Linked DNA regions of Mus musculus: all the other regions are linked to region 2. Evidence: chromatin contacts called from public HiChIP or PLAC-seq and promoter capture Hi-C data. All regions are on one chromosome and are shown on one strand. Each heading gives the region's core, a stretch centred on a gene start, on an enhancer-like site or on the middle of the called end of the contact. The rest is flanking DNA. Distances are from core to core; before and after follow the strand shown.

Region 1 (4,987 bases), core at 1,437-3,936, 420 kb after region 2:
AAGGGCTGCTTTCAGACGCACCAGAGCACCGGCTATGTCATTCCAGCCTTGACAGGAGCCTCAGGCAGGTGCTTGAACTTTCTTCCCTTCGCATAGCAAGCATCTCTCCAAACAAGCTTGGATGGCAACTTGTTTTCTTTGGCAAAATGATTAATGGGGAAAATGACTCATACGCCTGGTTACAGTGACATTTCTAATAACAGTGTCTTTTTGTTTATGGAGCACCGGGTAAAAATACCCAGGAATTTACTACCAGCGGGAGGACCACCTGTCTGCTGGAGGCACTGAAAAGGAAAAGCTGGGAAGGCAGCGTCCTGGAAGGGTACCCAAGAGGGTCTAAGTCTGTCACAGCCTCCTCCCAACTCCCCACAAATGACCCGAGCTTAGCAATAGCACCTGTGGAAACAAAGACAAATGCCTAGGGCTGGCTGGGGACCTAGATACCCTACAGGCAGCTAGAGAAACTTCCAGAAGCTTGTCTCATGCCTGGGTGTGGCAGAGCAAAGGAGCTGGGCAGCCAGGAGAGCCAAACATCCAAACTGAGGGGTAGAAACAAGGGAAGTTGGTGGGGCAGAAACACGTAATATGACTGGAAAAGCCAAGCAAGGGTAGTTAGACCACACCCCACCGTGCTTAGGACCCTGCAGTGTGGGATGAGCTAGGGTGGGGAGGAATGAGTTCTGATGGAAAGGAGGTACCATCTGTCCTCTGGAAGCTACAACAGGGCAGGCAGGTAAGAAGCAGGTACCGGTCTTCATCTGCACGAACAGAATGAAGAAGGACAACAAATTCCATGCTGATTGAGAAAGGATGCCAATTAAGGAGACATGCCAGAGCCTGGAGTTTTTTAAAGATAAAGCTAAGCAAGCTAGAGATACTCTTTAAGAATCATGGAAAGAATAATTCCCAGCAGCCTATTCTCTTAAAAATTAATAAGGAGCCAAGCATGTCGTGCAGGCCTCTAACCCCAGGACTCAGGTGGCAGAGAAGTCTGAGTTCAAGGGCCTCTTGGTCTTTACAAAGTGAGTTCCAGGCCAGTCATGGCTACACAGAGACACCCTGTCTAGAAACAAACAAACAACAACAACAAAGAATAAAGAAGCACAATACCAGGGGCTGGAATGTCACACCGAGGTAGAGTGTTATCTATAGGTCTGGGTTCCTTCCCCAGCATCAAGACAGTTTATAAAGGAGATGGATGGCTGGGGAGATGGGAAAGTGCTTAAGCATATTTACGTTTTATTCAACTTGACACAAGCTAGGTCATCCCAGAGCTCCTAAAGGGAGATGGGAAGAAACAACAGGGGGATCCTGGTAAGCCTGTGGAACAGCTAGCCTAGCATATGAAACCACAAACAAGAGACCCTGGCTCAAGCCAGCTGAAATCAAGCAGTTATACCAGAGGGTGTCCTCTGAAGTCCACATAAACACCCTCACATATAATAAGCACACACACACACACACACACACACACACACACACACACACACACACACTTTAAAATTCCTGTTAAGCTAGGTGCTGTGTAACCAGGAGCCCAACATCATCCTCAGATACATAGCAGGTTCAAGGTCATTCAGGATTACATAAAACCCTGTTCTAAATAAATAAATAAATAAATAAATAAATAAATAAAGCCTCATGCTGTATTACAAAATGAGCCCTGTAGCAGAACTAATTAGTTCTGACTATTCTCTCTTATTAGGGAAACATAGTGATTATTTAAATAACTAAAGAACAAAAAGAAACAAAGTTCACTGGCAATAGAAAGTATGTGCTTCGGTACAGGCCTTTATTTCCAGCACTTGGGAGGCAGAGATAGGCGGGTCTCTGGGAGTTCTAAGACAGCCTGGCATATGAGTTCCAGGATAGCCAAGGCTCTTACAAAGAGAAATCCTCTCTCAAAAAACAAAACCAAAGAGGGAGGGAGAAAGGAAGGAAGGAAGGACAAACTTAACTATGCAAAACCCCTGAAGAGTTCTGTATTTACTTGTCCAAAATTTTTAGCAGAAAGCTCTAGAAAAATACCAGTTTGGGCCCCAAAAGGTGGCTCAGACAGTAAAGTTCTTGCTATGAAAGCCTAATAGCTTGAGTGTGACTCTCAAACCCACAGAAAGGTAGAAGAGACTCAGCTCCACAAAGTTCTCTCTGATCTCCATATGCACACTGTGGCGTCTGTACTCACTCGTGTGTACACACACACACACACACACACACACACTCACACTCATGATGATGATGACAATGATGATGATGATGATGATGATATCTGGTCAAACCAAGTCTGAAAACAGGTATAAAAAGAGACTATTTGCCTGGCCGTGGTGGAGCATGCCTTTAATCCTAGGATCTCTGTGAGTTCAAGGCCACTGGTCTACAGAATGAGAAAGAGTAAAAGAGAGAAAGCCAGTGAGAGAGAGAGATGGAGATGGGAGAGGGAGAGGGAGAGGGAGAGGGAGAGGGAGAGGGAGAGGGAGAGGGAGAGGGAGAGGGAGAGGGAGAGGGAGAGGGAGAGGGAGAGGGAGAGGGAGAGGGAGAGGGAGAGCAAAAGAGCTAGATTCTTCATTCTTAGATTCAAAACAAACAAAAAGGCTGAGGACGTGGCTCAGTTGGAACAGCTTGCTTAGCATGCACAAAGCTCTTGTTCAACCACCAGTACTATAAAAACAAACAAATCAGGGTAGCAAAGCCGTGACTCATCCGTCACATGAAGAGATGCAGCAGAAACAGTTCAGGTGAGCACCCTAGGAAGAGCAGTGAGGAAAACTCCACTGGGTGGCAAAATCCTATTGATTTAACTAGAGTGTTTTGAGACAGGGTCTCGTGCTGTCAAGGCTGCTCTTGGTCGTTCTGTTTCTACCTTCTGAGCTCTGAAATCACAGGCATTATATCATCATATTGCACTAAGACCTTTCTCTCTATGTGTGCATTTGTTGTGAATGTGTGTGTGTGTGTTGAGTATGTTTTGAATATTTTAAATTTATTCTTTGACAAGTTGACAATTTCAAACATGTATACAATGTATCTTGTTTGTATCCAACAGAAATCCCCATGGCTACTCCTCTGGGTTTCCCTAATATTTTCTCTTCCTACCTTCCTGTCTTTCTTTTTAGAGCCTATTGAGTCTGGCTAGCACTGCCTGCATGCACATGACTGTGGAGCCATCCACTGGAGCCTGGGTAACGTAACAATAGACACACTCCTAAAGAAAAATGACTCTCCTGCTCATCAATTGAACTTGTGGATTGCCAACAGTTCCTCGGCTGTGGGAAAGCCTCGTGAACTCCTCTCCCCTCCAGGCTGGAATGTTGACTGACTTGATCTCATGCAGGTCTTGTGCTGGTAAGCACAGCTGTTGTGAGCTCATGAGTGCCATAGCCATGCCATGCCCATAAAAGCATTTCACAGCACCCCTCCCTGACCTTCCACTCTTGCGTTATTTCTGCCCCATCTTCCTTGACAGTCCTTGAGTTGTGGGTGGAGGGGTTGTAGGACTGATATAAACGTCCCGTTTGGGGGTGAGCTCTCAAGAGTCCCTTATCCTCAGCATTTTGACCAGTAATCAGGTTGAGAGCAGCACTAATGTATGGTTATAAATGTAAATATTTTAGAAGGCTGTTTGACAGCATGTCCATTTAGCAAATAAGAGTAGAGGTTCCTCTATAGCCATGAGCTTTAGACCATAGTACCAGGCATGGATTGTCTCCTGTAGAGAGAATTCCTTCCTCAAATCTAAGCAGGAAACAGTTGGTTATCTCCACAGTAGCTATGCTGCTATTGCACAGGTAGGCACACTTTGCCTGGCAGGCCGGCGTTGTAATATGCAGGATCCACTGCTGGGTAAATCCACTGATGGCTCTTCTTCCCTAGTGGGGCTGCAGAGTATCTTCCAGCACTGTGAAACATGACCAGCAGGGAAAAGGTTTTCAGGTCAGTCCTTCATTGATTTCTTCATGTCCTGCAACCAACGTGTGTTATATCTTCAACAATAAGGTTTAGCCATTAGAAAGACCTTTGCAAAGCAGTGCCATTCGTCTTGGACAGGTATGACTAAGTTTATAAAAACCATCCATGGGGCTGGAGAAATGGCTCAGCGGTTAAAAGCACTGACTCCCAAAAGTCCTGAGTTCAAATCCCAGCAACCACATGGTGGCTCACAACCTCATAAAATAAATAAATTAAAAGAAAAAAAGCATCCACAGTGTGGAAAGAATTTAACATGGGTTGGATTATAAAACAAGCATGAAGGCTGCCATCTGAACCCTGTGGCAGATCAGCTCGGAACACACTTTCCAAAGCTATTTCATCTAGCAAGAAAAAGTGTAATCTTTAATGCCTTGGATGACCTTTATTTTTTCCAGAGTTGAGGACCAAACCCAGGACTTTGCACTTACCGGGCAAGCATTCTACCACTGAACTGAATCCCAACCCCTTGGATGACAGAAACGAACCTAGCAGCTGAACAGACTTATACTGTCATTTAGTGATGGTGTTAGCTAAACAATGTATGCCCTTTAACAAAAGACTGCTCATGGTGACAGGACTATGTGTTAGGCCTGAGGTGATGATGGCTCATACTTGTCATCCTCCAGTCAGATGGCTGAGACAGAAGGTTTGTGAGTTTAAAGGTCAGTCTAGACTACACAGTGAGGACTTGCTCAAATAAACAAATACAGGCTGTATATTATACAGGCGAAGTCCCACATAGCGATGCCTCCATTCGGAAGAGACAATTCTAACACAAAGATCTGGGGGGACACTTGGGTTTTATACTCTTCAGGTGTCACTGAATTAGCCAGAGAAGACAAAGAGTAAATACCTTCAGTTTTACAAAGATGTTTTGGGAATAATTCTATGAACCAGCAGAATTTGAAGACTATATACTACTTGAAGGATATTTGAAGGATATTTATACTAGAGCAGAAATATTTTTTAAAATAGGGTCTAATGAAGTCCAGGCTGGACTATAATGTCATGTAGCCCAGGC
Region 2 (4,349 bases), core at 430-2,929:
GTCAGATCTTTCTGTCTTCTCTTAATAAACTAGGAAACAGAGGCTAGTGTGGTTAAGGGAACTGTTCGTAAGCTATTTAGAGAGTTAGAAGTATGGCTCAGTGGCAACCATGAGTCTGTACAGACTTCAGTTTGGATGCCCAGAAAAACCTCGGCATGGTGGCCCACATCTGTAACCCAGCGCGGGGGACAGAAGCATGCAGAACTCAGGGGCTTGCTGGATGGCTAACTGAGGCAGCAAGCCCCAGGTTCAATGAGAGACTACAATAAAGTGGAAAAACAATGAGGAAGAGAGAGGAAAGAGAAAGGGGGAGCGAGGGAGGGAAGAAGGGAGGGGGAAGAAGATGGAGAAAGGGAGAGCATCCAGTTGGGAAATGACAGACCCAAGGCTCACATCTAGAACTCTCACCTGACTCTGTGGTCCATATCCCTCCCCAAACTCCTCTTCCCATCATCTGTGAATTCATCACTACCCAAGTCAATCATAAAAAAAATGTCAAACAGATTCGAGGACAGTGCTCAAAGGTGAATTTCAAACCTCCCACTGTATATTTGCTGGTTATTCACAGTCAGGGGTGAGGCATTTTTCACAGAATGTTGGACTTGTTGCCCACACTCAGACACCCAAGCCAGTGCAAGCCAATGGTTCTTATTCCACACCTGCACACATCACACTCTGGGTAGCAATGAGAAGCCACCCGAGGAGTTTTACATCTATACCTGTTTTGTCATTGTCCAACTCATCCCCGTGCACATCCTGAGACCTTTGACCCCTAGTTATAGAACATGCATTGCAAATGTTCTTCCCTAACTCTGGGATTTTGTTCTCTGGGTGGTGTAAGAGTTGAACTCAGTGTCTCAGATACACTAGGCAGGCACTCTGCCGCTGAGCTAGCCCCAGCCCTCCTCACAGAACACACGAAACTCACTCATCCTCCATATAACTATCCTCTAATAACTCAGTTGTTTAGTGTGAGGCTTCTGAACTGCCAACTCCCCAACACTGTGAAGGTCAGCCCGCTCCTCCAACACCTCTCGACAGTAACCCATTCTTGGTTTATTTTCTATGGCTGCGATAAAGCCGGCATGACCAAGAGCAGCCTAGAGAAGAAAGGGTTAATTTGACTTACCATGACCTGATCGCTGAGGAAAGCCAAGGAAGGGATCTGGAGGCAGAAACTGAAGCGGAGACCTGAGAAACTGCCTTGTTCCCCACACCTTGCTCAGCTGGCTCTTTTCTGTAACAGAGGATCGCCTCTCCAGCTTGTCATGCGGCTTGTTCACATCTTCACAGATCAGGAAACAGAAAGCTCCTGTAGGAAATAGAGGCCCAAGGCCCGACCTGAATCCTTCTAAGGATTTCTTAACCTTCGAAAAACAGCGCCACCTACTGGGCACGAATGTTCAAGCACATGAGCCACGGAGGACACCAAACTTCACCTCCTTCGCATCCCTCATCCAGTCAGAGGCACAATGAGTAACAGAAATGACTCCAATGCATCCAAATGTGCCTCAGGCAACCAAGCCTATAGTCCAAGGTGAAGATTCGGTGGGGCTGAAAGCCAAAGAACTTAAATGATTTAACTAAGGGTTAAATTAATTTAAAGTAAAATCATATGTTGTAAAGAACTGGTGTCAGATTGGTCCCTTCAACATTCCACCGTGGATAGGGGAGGCTCCTGAGGCGTCCACCCACCCCACCCCACCCTGCCAAGGAGCTAGTGGCAGTTAACAGTTGCTGGGGTGAGGGTGCCATTTCTTCAGTGGTGTAGCCACTGGTAAGTTGCCCCTGCTTTAATTAAATGACCCACCCCATAGCCATGATCACACAAGCAGCCCTCGTGGGGCTAAAAAAGGCATGGGAAGAAGAAAGTCAATACAAGCGTGAGGGAGAACGGTAATAGGGTAAGACTATGACCACAATATGTTGTACACTCGTGTGAAAGTGTAAAAATAAATGTATTTGGCTTGACTGACACATTAAAAAGAGCTTATTTCAAATGCCTTCTGTAACACCGAACCGAAACCAATACAATATTCTCTCCGGTTTGAAGGAGACCTTCTAACACTAAGCATTTATAGTCAGATAAGGACTGCTGAGATGATGTACAAACAGGACAAACTGGAAAAGCTGCTCTCTGCAGGACAACAAAGGAACGCATTCTGCAGGAACCGGTTCTCGTTTTCATGGGAGGTATTGTGTTTACATTACCCTCATTTTCTACACATTAACTTGCATCTCCATAGACTTGCAATGTGGACGAATCTAGAGCACGCAAGGGTCAGGCCTCTAGGAACCAGACGGTTTCCAAACTCCCAACCACCCACTGAGGAGATATCACCAGGCTTTTACCTGTTTCAGACAGTGTAGTATTTTTCTGCTCCAGAGTCAAGTGGCAATGATCCTGGTTCTAGATAAGAAGACAAAGAGTTAATCAAAGACATCTAAATAGTGACAGGAAAGATAGTCAGGGTCTGGGCTCTATAGACAGACAGCCTGGGCTCTCTTCAACCTCAGCTTAGCCGCATATGTCACCTTAAGCAATTCGGTGCCTCGGTTTTCTTATCTGTAAGTTGGGCATAACTATAAACACTCTCTACACAGCTGAGTTTTAAGAAGAAGGAGAAGAAGAAGAAGAAGAAGAAGAAGAAGAAGGAGGAGGAGGAGGAGGAGGAGGAGGAGGAGGAGGAGGAGGAGGAGGAGAAGAAGAAGAAGAAGAAGAAGAAGAAGAAGAAGAAGAAGAAGAAGAAGAAGAAGAAGAAGAAGAAGAAGTGACTCCAAAAAATCCCAGCTATTGTAATGACACCTCTCTGCAGCCCGAGACTATGAAAACATGCTTCTGTTTATTTTTAAAGTTGATGACCGACTAGGTCGAGAAGTCTCTCTTGATGACCATAAATTCGACAAGATGGATGTTCGCTTTCTCCAAGTTTCTCATTGCCTCTCCTAGAGTAGACACAGACTCATTGTCAGTCAGGTGTAGACCAACATTTGCCCTCATGGCTTCCGGTAGAGGAAGAGGTGATATTAGCGTCAAGTCTGAGATGTTCTTAATTGTGGAGTCCTCAAAGGAAGTTGGGGATAGCTAAATCCACCACAATTCTATCCCGCCTCTGTGCCTGGACGACCCTGATGGAAGTTCAATGCTTCTGGCTCTGGCCTTGCCTCTTACTGCACCAGCAACACCATCACTGCTCAGCCTCAAACACAATTTTGGATTTACTGACAAGTATGGGGGTGGGGAGGCATCCCTCCCACATTCTCTTTCTGGGTTCTTCCATACTAAAAGATATAACTAACCAAAGAAAAATTAGTTTCGAGAAACATGCACTACACAGATTCCAGGAGAATTGAGTAGTGAAAAACCCTGTGTCTGAGCCAGATTTGGGGATGCGCATCAGGAAACGGAAGCAGGAAGATCACAAGTTCAAAGCCAGTGGAGCTACATAGCAAGACCTCATCACAAAAAACTAAAAGGAACTGGTTGTGGTGGCACACACCTTTGATCCCAGCACTTGAGAGGCAGGGGCAGCTGGATCTCTGTGAGTTTGAGGTCAGCCTGGTCTACAGAATGAGTTCCAGGTCAGCCAAAGCTACATTCACAGAGAAACCCTATTTAAAAAAACAAAAAAACAAAAAACAAAAAACAAAAAGATAAATAAGTAAATAAAAAGAAGAAAAGAAAAAGGAAAAACAACATAAACCCACAAGAGTCAAGAGTTTACATCACATCTTAACAACAAAAATAAAACCTATCAATTTGGAGGAACGTAGCAAGCAAAGGAGAAGGTTCTAGAATTTCAAGGGCAGCTGACTGTGGAAAAGCAGTGAAGTAAGAGCAGAGTGCACGTCAGCAGGGCCTGGTGCTGTCCTACCTAGACTGGTAACGACCAGTCTAGATCAGGTCCCAGTGAGAACCTTCCTGCCCTTCCTCACAGAGCGGGGAGGGAGAAGAATCTACCTGTGCCTGTTTTGTCAACTCAAAATGCCCTGTCATAGTGAAGTGCTGTGGGGTGGCATCTCCTAAGCCCTTCAGGGACAGCAGTATAAAACCTGGAACAAAACCTGGACTCATTACCAAGATGACAGGAAGAATGGAACCACAATGATATAAAGATATTTGCTATGGAATGAATGAATGAATGAATGAATGAATTCTCATAAGCATCTTTATTTTATGTGTCCTTTTTAGGTTGTACATGTTTTCTACTGCAGTATGTATACTATTAGGACTGAGAGGAAAGTAGTTTTCATATCAGGTTAATACAAAAAACGTGTTGAGTCTGTCACCGTGGTGTGCCAGCTTCTTAGGCGCAGGAGACCCGAGTGTGTCTGTAGACAGACCTTGT
Region 3 (5,040 bases), core at 1,978-4,477, 460 kb after region 2:
GCCAATGGTGTGATGTCTATGGAGGACGAATGGGGCAGGACTTTGCTTCTTGGCTCCATTTTCTGCTTACTGCTCAGTAAGCGTCTCTGTGAACCCAAAGTTTCTACCGTAATGTGTGATGATGCGTCGGGAAGGTCCTTGCGCAGCACTTAGACTTGCCGGCGACCTTCAGACCTGCTCTGTGTCGCTCACCACATCGGTTAACAGTCGTGATGCCGAGCCTGTGGGAGCGGAGGAAGTGGATGGAAGCGCACGTTTGCACCTTAGCCCTGTGGCTTTCATGGTTAATTTCTACTTGTCCTATGTAATTGATGGATTTGTGTGTGTGTGTTTAGTTGTCACTTCTTTTCTTGTTTTTAATCACCCTACAAAAAGAAACCAAATAGGCTGTTTGTCTCCCGTGGTTCTCAGCCTTTATGGACCCAATATTACTCCTTTCTAGTTACTTGAGTAATGTTTGCTTGTCTGTGAGCCATTCCAGCATAAGCTGTGAGTATTAACAGATATACACACTTCTATTTTTATAACCCATAGTGATATGCCTGTTTTAAAGAATGTCCATAACAAAGCCCAATACAAGGCCCCTGACAGCCTCATTTTGCTCTTCCTCTGACTGTATTTATGAAAGCTGGCTAGGGCCAAATCCATGCTTGGAGAATAATTAGCCACAGTTTATTTTTAAGTGAAAAGTTCTCTTAGTAGCATCCGTTACCTTAACCTGCAGTATGTGTGACGTGGTTTCTGCTGTATGTCTCCATGTACACACATTGGCACACACATTTGCTTGTGCACTCAGCTGAGGCATGGGGTTTTTCTAAAGCGTACAGAATGAACGTAGCTGCTGAGACTGGGTATCTGCTGTGTAGAGCACAGGCCATCCTGCTGCTGACGCTATGGCTGCTGCTGTTGGCAGAATACTCAGTTCTTCCCTGACATGAGTGTCCTTATGAATGTGTTCTGAGCCAGAGAGAAAGAAGCCTACTGTGTGCTTGTACCTGCTTTAGCCTGTGCCCCCACTGTGCTGGGGCATCCTGAGCTGCACCCTGTACTGCAGCCTGGGGCCTGGTGGGTATTTGGAGTCGCATGTGGCTCTGTATGGTTCCCAGCACAGCCGAATTTGCACGTGGAGTGTGGTTAGGGGCAAAGCTCATAGTAGGAGAGGTTCAGAGACAAGGAATTTCTACTTTACTCGCTTCTCTCACTAGTTCAGTCATATGTATTCTCTGTTGCTGCTAATTACAATTGTTCCTCCCTCTGATGAAGCAGGAATTTGACTTCCAGAAAAAGAAGTATTTGCCACAGACTGGCAGTTGAAGGGAGGTATCATAGTTACAGGCATGTCCAACCTTTTGATGTTGTGACTTGAAGCCTGAGAATTGAATGTTTTAAGTGAGTTTACAGTTTAGTGCTGGGCCACATTCCTAGTTATTCTGAGGTATACGCAGCCTGCAAGCTGCGGTTCAGACGTGCCTGGAAGGTTGTCTGTGAGGTGGGACGAGAGATGGACTGTGTAGCTTGTGATCTCTTGACAGGCATGTCTCCTGACCAGTTGCCTTCTGTTAGCTGAAGATCCCTTGAGCGCAGGCGTGGAACTCAGATCTCCATGCTAGGTGTGTGTGCCCGCCGACAGAGCACCTGCCCAGCTTGCTGGGATTCGCTGTGTTTTAGAAAAATGGGCATTAAGGGTATTTAATGTCTTCTTAGGACCATAAGTGGAGACAAGGACTGTTGATGTTCAGGCCCTTCGAATGTAAGTGTTTTCAATGTAGTGTTCTGACTGGGATGGCGTGTTCTGCCAGTGGGGCGACTCAGTCGTAGACTCTTACTTTGCAGAACTTTGTGTTGCTTTGTTTGTTACTTTTTGAATTCTCCAGGAAAAAAAAATGTTTTTAAAGCAAACATTCCAGGATGAGTGTGGCCTCTCAGTGGAATGTCTCACTGTGCTTGAAGCCTCTGCAGGTTGTACTTGTAGTTTCAGGGTCATCCCAGGTTGTCCTTGTAACCACACGGTCATCCACAAGTAGAAGAGATGGACTTTGGAGTGAATGTTGATTACGCTTTGAGTTTTCTCTAGGGCCTGTATCTCTTTAGTGTTTTGGAGCCATCAAACCAAGATAATGGCCCTCAGCATCTGAAGGGGGCATGGTGATTGCTCAGCTACTGTGCTGGCCCTTCTCCCGAATCTGTGATCTAATTAATCACTGTTCCAGATTCCAACAGCTGCAGCATCTCTTGTCACTCCCATCCATCGAGGCACTGCAGGCTAACTGCAGTTCCTTCCCAGAGGAGAGCAAGCTGGGAGGACAGAGCCCAAGGCCATTCTCTAGGGCAGGAAGAGGCCAAGTGCCTGGCTTCTTTTTTTTTTTTTTTTTTTCAGAGATTAAGGAGAAAATATATTTGCACATTCACACCAATCCAACTCTGCCACTCTAGCATCTGCTTCCCACGTACTGGAGCAACTGGTGCAATATGGAGTTGATCTGGTCAGGTCAACATTTAGGCTGTAGGTGAAGTTATTAATTTGTTTTCTGTCCTTATCTAAAATGTTCCTGGGATGCCCAAATCAGAGCTTTAGTGCTGCGGTCCCTGCCACTGCCTGCCTCGTGGACACGCTCAGCGGCACCAGCTGTAACTTCAGCGTCTTTGCCCCACAGTGGGTCTGCTTTGGCTGGTGATAGAAACACAGGTTTAAGCTGTGCTTTACTTTTAGTTAAAGTCAAGTAAGATCAACAAAAATAAATACTATTTTTCACAGAGATCAGCTGCATGCTGTGACAAATATTAAAGTACATATTTTGTTTTTTAAAAGATGAAAGATGATTAAACCACATGGTATTTGGGGGCAAATGAAGGATTTTTTTTCCTCAGAAAAGAATTGTACAATTATATTTTTATGAAAAATAAAGTATCTTCACCAAAATAACGTTCAGTTGCCTGTTTGACAGCACTGGGGTAACTGTGTACACCTACAGCCGCTAGAGCCGGACAGCCTGACTTCAGGCCCCACATGGTAGAACGGGGAGAACTAGAGTGGTGGGCTAACCTCTGCTTCCACGGTCAAGTGTGCTGAAGACTGCTTACTGCTCTTGTAGAAGACCCAGGTTCAGTTCCCAGCACCCAGGTAACTAACTACAGTTGCAGGAGATCCCATGAGCCCCTGCACATAGGTGTTGCATAGGCGTTCACTAAGGCAAGCACACAGACACATGATCCTTTCTTATTTAAATGTATGGGGCGGGTCCTTAGTCCATTTTCTGAGTCACAGGGGTATGAAAACCTGCCTGTTAAATAACACGGGATTGGCTTGGCAAGATGGTCAGCAGGTAAAGGCGCTTGCCACCACACTGACAACCTGAGTTGATCCCTAGAACCCACACATACAGCAGAAGGGAAAGCCCCCTCCCCCAAACTGTCTTTTGACCACACCCATAGACAAACTAAATAAATCTGAAAATAAAAATATTCACAGTATGTAAGGATTTAAGTTATCAAAAATAGAAGTGTTTGGGGCTGGTGAGATGGCTCGGTGGTTAAGAGCGCAGACGGCTCTTCCGAAGGTCCTGAGTTCAAGTCCTAGGAACCACATGGTGGCTTGCAACCATCTGTAATGAGATCTAACACCCTCTTCTGAAGTGTCTGAAGACAGCTACAGTGTGCTTACATATAATAAATAAATCTTAAAAAAAGATTTAATGAGCTCATATCAAAATGCAGTATTAGGATATTCCCAGGTGGTTTCTATATATTGTTATACTTATCCTTTGAGTTGGTATAATTGGAGGCTCTTTGTGGCAATAATAGCCTTCAATTAGTTAGGTTCATTTTAAGAACCACTTATTTACTCTCTGTCTTACTTGATTACAAGTGGTCATTAATCTGTCTGGACTGTCATGTAAAGTTTTGCTGAGTGTGCACTGCACAAAGTCACTCAGTTAAAGTGTCTGATGGGCCTGATCTCCAGATCCAGTTCCCCCTTAAGAAGCCCTCATGGAAGAAAACCTCCTACCATCTGCTCATTGAACCATTCCCGTTGCCTAGGCCTGCCTAGAACTTACTCAATCGGCACACCTTTTTATATTCCTCAACTCACTAGGGGTGCCTGTGTGAAAAGTATGCAAAATAATGGCATTTTACAGCTTGCTTTAACCCAAGTAAGTGTGCCTCTTCTCCCTGTTCAGTGACATCAGTTTGGTAGTTATTCAGCAGGGGTATAGGTGTGTGTACTCTGTGGATATAGGTGAATGCTACAGACCATGGACAGTCAGGCTCCGATGCACCCCTGGAAATGGCCAAAATGGGGGTCAATACAGCTCAGAACAGTACATCTGAGACACAGAGTATAGAGGGTGAAGAACTGGCTGAAGGAACTCAGACTGTAAACAGCACGGAGCTGTCCAGAAAGTCAGATTATGGCACAGGACACATTGTAGCTGTGACTGAAACTGTTGCAGCCCTGTCCCACTCTAGGAACCATGAGGCAGAAGATCAGCTGTGTTTATTTTTCTTTTCTATCTTTATTTAAACAGGGTTTCACTATGCAGTTCTGGCTGGCCTGGAGCTCGATTTGTAAACCAGGCTGTCCTGGAACTGAGATCGACATGCCTTGTTTCTTTGAGTGCTGGGATTAAAGGGCTATGCTACTATACCCAGCCTTCAGTTGAATTCTTAATCCTGGGGTCACCACAAACTCAACTAATCTACTACTTGCTTGTTACAGGGTCCCAAGCATGGCTGGGCTGTGCTGGGCTGTGCTGGGCTGGGCTGGAGTTAGGCAGTGAGCTGTGCCTAGCAGACTATTCTGTTGGATAAAGATCTGAACGGGAAAAGCCCAGTCCGGTCTCGTGTCCCTCAGCAACCTCTTCCTGGCAAGCACTTTCAAGACTCTGGGACCAATGACTCTGAACTGAGTCTGAAGGCCAGGACAGACCACCCAGGTCCACAGCCAGAGCACCCCTACTGGGACTACAGCAACAAACAGGAAATGATCCTCATTAAACTTGTCCCGCCCACTTTTAGCTAAAGGTAGAAGGTTCATTCTTA

What was found. Promoter capture Hi-C pulls out the DNA fragments that hold promoters and counts their contacts. HiChIP or PLAC-seq counts read pairs in DNA pulled down with a chosen protein or histone mark.
Region 1: a FOXA1 HiChIP or PLAC-seq map of pancreatic cancer cells shows a contact between it and region 2. The contact joins the enhancer-like site here to the promoter of 4933406J09Rik in region 2. A contact is called at or near these places in 9 of 39 promoter capture datasets (3T3-L1-derived adipocytes, cranial neural crest, embryonic stem cells and 5 more), 2 of 484 Hi-C or Micro-C datasets (both in embryonic stem cells), 3 of 115 datasets of contacts at active chromatin or transcription factors (embryonic stem cells and pancreatic cancer cells) and 3 of 9 other capture datasets (embryonic stem cells, macrophages and pancreatic islet).
Region 3: a contact with region 2 is called in a promoter capture Hi-C map of liver, with 6 times the contacts expected there. The contact joins the enhancer-like site here to the promoter of 4933406J09Rik in region 2. A contact is called at or near these places in 10 of 39 promoter capture datasets (the 3T3-L1 cell line, 3T3-L1-derived adipocytes, the HPC-7 cell line and 5 more), 1 of 15 datasets of contacts at CTCF or cohesin (the NIH/3T3 cell line) and 1 of 9 other capture datasets (embryonic stem cells).

The regions. Positions count from the first base shown.
Region 1 is chr6:134,817,270-134,822,256 of GRCm38.p6, forward strand. It overlaps 1700055D16Rik (RIKEN cDNA 1700055D16 gene), which reads left to right. Exons shown (of 2, transcript NR_151454.1): 2 at 3,114-4,151. Among named protein-coding and RNA genes, the nearest start is that of Crebl2, 10 kb to the right of the region's middle. Within about 2 kb of position 2,687, at least 33 of the 459 cell types and tissues checked have an H3K27ac peak or open chromatin away from gene starts, as enhancers often do. A contact at or near this core is called in pancreatic cancer cells and pancreatic islet, where this site is marked.
Region 2 is chr6:134,401,736-134,406,084 of GRCm38.p6, forward strand. It overlaps 4933406J09Rik (RIKEN cDNA 4933406J09 gene), which reads right to left and starts at 1,680. Exons shown (of 9, transcript NR_153848.1): 1 at 1,130-1,680. All of the region lies in intron 2 of Bcl2l14 (BCL2-like 14 (apoptosis facilitator)), which reads left to right.
Region 3 is chr6:134,856,009-134,861,048 of GRCm38.p6, forward strand. It overlaps Crebl2 (cAMP responsive element binding protein-like 2), which reads left to right. Exons shown (of 5, transcript NM_177687.3): 5 at 1-1,875. Among named protein-coding and RNA genes, the nearest start is that of Crebl2, 28 kb to the left of the region's middle. Within about 2 kb of position 3,228, at least 8 of the 459 cell types and tissues checked have an H3K27ac peak or open chromatin away from gene starts, as enhancers often do. A contact at or near this core is called in embryonic stem cells and liver, where this site is marked.